Regions from separate parts of the Danio rerio genome. Here region 1 is linked to region 2. A link is a contact called in public Hi-C data. All regions are on one chromosome and are shown on one strand. The core of a region is the stretch at or near the end of the contact, and the rest is flanking DNA. Distances in the headings are between cores, read along the strand shown. Region 1 holds the start of gfra1a (gdnf family receptor alpha 1a). Region 2 overlaps atrnl1a (attractin-like 1a).

The links. Hi-C and Micro-C count contacts between places; a contact is called where the count stands out from the background.
Region 1: a contact with region 2 is called in a Hi-C map of embryo, with 4 times the contacts expected there. The contact joins the promoter of gfra1a here to the enhancer-like site in region 2. A contact is called at or near these places in 3 of 18 Hi-C or Micro-C datasets (caudal fin, embryo and hematopoietic stem cells) and 1 of 4 datasets of contacts at active chromatin or transcription factors (caudal fin).

What each region holds. Positions count from the first base shown.
Region 1 is chr13:23,648,876-23,652,078 of GRCz12tu, reverse strand. gfra1a (gdnf family receptor alpha 1a) reads left to right here and starts at 1,469. Exons shown (of 9, transcript NM_131730.1): 1 at 1,469-1,508; 2 at 1,960-2,262; 3 at 2,934-3,017. The coding sequence starts at 1,469. It also overlaps ccdc172.
Region 2 is chr13:23,083,106-23,085,996 of GRCz12tu, reverse strand. The region is part of intron 9 of atrnl1a (attractin-like 1a); the gene reads right to left. Among named protein-coding and RNA genes, the nearest start is that of trnag-gcc, 4.1 kb to the right of the region's middle. Within about 2 kb of position 1,351, at least 8 of the 62 cell types and tissues checked have an H3K27ac peak or open chromatin away from gene starts, as enhancers often do.

The DNA of each region.
Region 1 (3,203 bases), core at 220-2,719, 570 kb before region 2:
AATGTTTCCTTAATTGTGATAAATATGTAATGTTTACAGTTATTTTAATATTAGTTTTTTTGTGTTTGTAGTTTAATATAGTTTTTGTTAATCTGATTTTTTTTTATTAATTTATTTAAATGACACTTTAATTCGTTTTATTAAAAAAAAATTTACATAAAAAAATTAAATGTTGAAGGTTTTATTTTATTTCCAACTTTATTCATGTTTTTATTCAGCTAATACATATTGTATTTTTATTATTTCAGTACAAAACTGTATAAAAACGCAGCCTTTGTGGAGAACCATCTAATGCTGAATTGAACAATAAATGAACCAAAGCAAGAAAGGCTGAGGACCGCTTGTCTCGTCATTCCTTAAAATACACTAATATACCAACAGAGGGCGACCTCCACCAGCCTATAGTCAGTAGGCAATGAACAAAATCGCACCAAAACTTTATTGGGATAAACTTTAAAAAAATGTTGTAGCCTTTGGCAAATCAAGTACAGGGCTTCCACTTTCCTAAATAGCTGCAAAATATATCTCTATATTTAGCAGGACAACATTTCTTTGTTGCAGAATTGTAAAACTACTTCCTATGGACTTTTTAAACATGTCACCTACAGTAAAAAAAAAATAAAAAAAAAATGAACACACACACACACACACACACATACATATATATATATATATATATATATATATATATATATATATATATATATATATATATATATATATATATATATATATATATATATATTAAAACTACAATATATTAAACTAAGTCACGGGACAGTTTTAAAAATTTTAAAAACATGAATCATTTAGATTAGTTGATTTTTGTGCTTATGGAGGTACGATATCAGTCCAACAATGCCTTATCTACTAATACATTTCCATTAGACAAGACTGCCCACCTAACACATACAAAAGAGCCCAGCAAACAAAGACGAAATCACCACCAGCAATGCAATTTATAAAGCAAACAAACATATCAACTGATAAGAAAAGCTTTTCTGACACCCTATACAAGTTAAACAGTAACAGATAGCAGTAAACATTCCAAGTTTTGGAGTGGCTACACAAGATGTCTTTGTCCTGTGCTGTGTTACACGCAGAAGCGCTGAGCGCGCACTGAGTCGCGTGTGGTTTTTGGTTTGGGTTACAGCGCAACTCAATGCCACAGTGCTGTCGCGCGCGCACAGTCGCACGGGCACATCTTCAGAGCTGGAGTTTTATCCTGCTGCCTTGCGAGTCAAATTCTGCTTGTTTGTTAATTGTCTTAATCCAAGAAGCCATTCAATATTGGTTAGTGACAGTTTTGGACCAGATTACGGATTTCCCCTCTCTCTTTTATGTCGTGGATATAGCCTACATTGTGACCAGCGATGTTTCAATGGACCTAAATGAGGAAGGATTATCCTTTTCATCGTCATAACAATAAACCGCGTGTTTGAGCGAACTTACCACGGATAAAAGCGCAATGTTTATCGCCGCGATTTACATCATTTTACCTCTGCTGGGTGAGTTGTTATTTACACATTGTGTTCACTGAAGACTGAAACTCAAAGAATATTTAAAAAGTGTTTATCCCACCGGGTCCCGTCACATTTATTCTAGTCTAAAACAGTATATTCTGAAATGTTATAGATCTAGGACGTATGTCTCATAATAGGACACAGTTTTGTTATTGAGGATCAGCTTTGTTTTTACTTTCATCTTAAGTCAGCTTAATCTTCTTGTGTTAATATTTTAGTCTCTAAAACACCTTACGTTTCTATTTTGGGAAATTTTTACCTCACAAAATGTTTCCATGCATTAAACAATATTTGTAATTTAAGTAGCCTGGTTCATGCTAGATAAAATCCACAACTTTTATTATTTTATTATTATTATTATTATTATTATTATTATTATTATTATGTAAGTTTGAGTAGCCTAGTTGATGATTATTTCCATTGTTGTCCTATATAGATGTGCTGTTATCTGCCGAGGAGTCTTACTTTTCTAGCTCAAACCGGCTGGACTGTGTGAAGGCGAACGAGCTGTGTTTGAAGGAGCCGGGATGCAGCTCAAAGTATCGAACTATGAGGCAGTGCGTGGCGGGGAGAGAGTCCAACTTCAGTATGGTGACTGGAATGGAGGCAAAGGATGAATGTCGACTTGTCTTGGACGCTTTAAAGCAGAGTCCTTTGTATAACTGCCGCTGCAAAAGAGGGATGAAGAAGGAAAAGAACTGCCTGCGCATCTACTGGGGGATCTATCAGCATTTACAGGGTGCGCAGCCTTGCCTTCTCATATGAAATAAACATATGAAGTATTCAGCTTCTTCACAACATAGTTTTCGACAGTTTATTTTTAATACTTGGCGACCAAAATCAGTAGTCAAGGAGTTGCTTTTTTTGGTTTGTGCTATCAGATAGGGTGACTGTAAAGTCTTCAAATGCCTGTCTGAAGAGTGTCCATTAAAGTTTATGGAGTGTGAGGTCATCTGATGCTTTATGTTAGTGTATATGTGCCTGCTAGAGGGAGAGCAGGAACTTTGCCAGCTCAACTGACCAGGATAACTAATCAACCAGAAACTGGCTCCGGAAATGTAAACCAGTCTTTATGAATCAGTGACCCAAATACGATCAAACATCACTGTGAAAAATAAAGGTTCTTTAATGGCATGGTTGGCTCAATGAAGAACTTTAACATTTATGGAACCTTTCCATTGTACAGTGTTAAGAGTCTTTTGAATTAATAGATTTTTTTAGAAACCCCCAAATAGTCTTTTTAGGCATCATTCTGAATACCAATTTTAACGTATTTATTTGTGTAAAGCTGCAGTTTCCAGCCTTTATTACTTTGTTTTGTTTAATGCATCTAAAAATGACATTAATGATAGACTTATGTAACCATTTATTTATTGTTATTTAGTCACATTTTGTTTGCTAATATTTCAGGGAATGATTTACTTGAGGATTCTCCGTATGAGCCTGTGAACAGTCGGCTTTCAGATATATTTCGACTGGCTCCCATCTATTCAGGTAGGATGTGTGTTTTTTAATCTGCTTCATTTGTTTTAACAATGACTGGTTAAAGCGACTGTTGGTTTTATTGCTATATGTGAAACAAACAAACAAACAAACAAAAAGGACAGAGATTTGACATGGTGTAGTTGAACCACTCATGTCCTTGTTTTCCTCCCTCTTTTTCCTCTTTATGCCCTTGTG
Region 2 (2,891 bases), core at 102-2,601:
ATTTTATTAAGTGTATTGACTTGTGTCGAAAAAATTAAACGTAACTGTTGAGTAAATGAAGAAAGAGTTTTTTTTTTTTTAACTTAACTACAAGTTTATCTTAAAAATAAAAAAATAAATAAAATTGTTAATTTACTTTATTTTTAACATTTTTCTTAAGTTTTTGAGTTTTTTCCCAAACAGTTCTTTTTTTTTTTAAATCTGAAACCACAGTTCCATCAAAAAGTAATCCATTAGTTTATGCTGAATGTTTTCTATACTCTATAATTCTATGACTCTATTACAAAAAACAACTAAAGAAGAGTTTACAATCTGACTAAATGTATCACTCTTTATGGCTATGATTTACTAAAAGAACCAAACCCAATAATCATTTGGTCAGGAATCACACTACAACAATATGCCAGGAATTAGACTACACAGCAGCACTTCTTGGGGGTAAAATTAATTCAGAATACCTCAGCAACATTTGTAATTACATGTTGCATATTTTCCTCACAATAACAAAATAAACATGACTACAATTAAAGCCTCTTATTATATTGATATGGATGTTTGCACAATCTCTGCAATTTGGCATTGGCAGTCAAGTAGTAAAGCCATGTGTAGTTATAGAGAACAATAAACAATACACTGCTTCATTTAAAGCAAGAAGCTTTACTGTGTACATTTTAAAAAAGCAGTGTCCGTGGTGATTTTATTTAGAATTGGACTCTACAGTGAAGATTGCATTACTACATGTCAATGGTGGTATGAAGTTTAAAATTAGCCAAAGCAAACAAACAAATTTGTGTGAAATAAAGTCATGCTAGTTTGTTCTTGGATTTCGTTATAAGAATGGTACATGTCTATTTATGAATCTGAACTAAAGTTATGCAGTGTAATTTTGTTTTACTGAAATGATCTTGTTTATTCATTCAGCAATCAGACTATGCAGGTCACTCACTATACATGTATTTGGTCATCTAAAGGCAACCATTCAAATTAAGAGTGGTTTACGTGTGAGTCAGACTGCATTGGTCCTGGTGTATGGTTTTCATTCACTGAAAGGACCCGTGAGCACTTTCATAAACACAAATCTGAAAAAGTTAACAACTAATTGTCAAGTTACACAGCTGCTTATGTATACAAGTGACACATTATTTTCTTTCTCTTCTTTCCTTTTAGTCTATTCCAAAACTCTAACTTCAAAAAGCACATGGGGTTCCTAAAGTCTTCCACTGCTTCTTGCTTTCACTTTCCATATTATGTGCCATCTCTGCTTTGACCTCATTGTGTGTGTGTGTGTGTGTGTGAGTGTGTGTGAGACAGAGAGAGAAAGCACTTTGTGTCACTCTGCATCCACTCAGCACTCCTCTCTACACTTTGTCAAACACCCCGAGCCCTGTAAGCGAAGCGTTGTTTGATGCATTGTGCAGCTCCTTTCACTTGCTTTGCCAATCAAAAGCCAGAGAGTGAAGAACACACAGCCAGTGTTGGGTGTGTGTGTGTGTGTGTGTGTGTGTGTGTGTGTGTGTGTGTGTGTGTGTGTGTGTGTGTGTGTGTGTGTGTGTGTGTGTGTGTGTGTGTGTGTGTGTGTGTGTGAGAGATCCTCACATTTAAGTGCAAGGGGGCTTTTAGAGACAGGTTTCACCGTTAGGCTGAGCAAAGAGACAGTAAATATAAAAGGCAAAGGGGAGAAAACTGGGCATATGTCTCTTTTTTTAATCTCTTCCATCTGTAAGCATAGAAGACTGTGACGTTCTAGAAGAAACAGATACAAAAGCTTTCTTTGTGCACCCGTCAACTTTTAAGTGAACCGTCTTTGACAGTGAAAAGAGCGAATGTGAGATAGAAACCTCAAATTAACTTCTACCACTACTTTGTGCATCGTCTTCAATCTATAAAGCGTTCTCTAGCCTTCATAGAAGCATTTGTGGTACCTTCGGGTTCAAATGTAGGACGTGAGATATTAATACTAACAAATTTCAAATTATTACAAAGTTATAGGTTAAGTTATGGGGTAAAAGGTGATACTTCTTTGTCACCAGTAGTTTTTCTTTTAAAGAGCCCATAATATGGGTTTTTGAAAATTCCCCTCCATGTAGTGTGTAACACAGCTCTAAGTGAAGTGAAGTATCCAGCTAAGGATTAAATCTGTTAGTTTACAGTGTTTAAAACTGTTGATTCATCTATAAAAGAGTCGACTCATAGTGCTTCAAACGAGTCGCCTTGATACCGATTAATTAGGTGTTTCGCCATGACGTATGAACGAAACCAAGTTCACGTGCACGCGCAAACCCGGGAGATTTCAAACCTGAGGCCCCGCCCTCTGACGCAGAAACCCAGACACACACACACACCCACAAACACACACACACACACACACACAAACATGCCGGTCGATTGAAGTCACACTGCAGATGGATATATTGAGTCTCTACCCAAAGATGAAAACTCAGCATTATAGCCAAGCAGTTGGAAACTACTGGAAACTTCTGGAAACTACATGCTACAAAGAATACTTCATCAGCGTTTGTTAAAGGAAGGATCAGTAAAGAGTAACTTACTGCTGGACGTCAGGATGGGTTTCTTCCTTCATTTCTCAAGTGTAAGTACGTGCGATTAAAGTTGCCTCGTTGACTCTGGCTTGCAAATGTATTTAGTTGTGATTTGTTACTTGTAACCGAGTGTACTGTCTCAGGTTAACTGGCTATATTTTCTTATCGGAGTAGTGTGTGTGTCTGTGTGTGCGTGTGCGCGCGCTGTCGTCCGGAGGTGTGTGTGTTTGTGCGCGCGCGCGTTGTCGTCCAGAGCAGGGTTAAGTGCTTGTGTGTGTGTGTGTGTGTGTGTGTGTGTGTGTGTGTGTGTGTGTGTGTGCAATATGTGTGTGTGTGTCTGTGAAAAGAGCA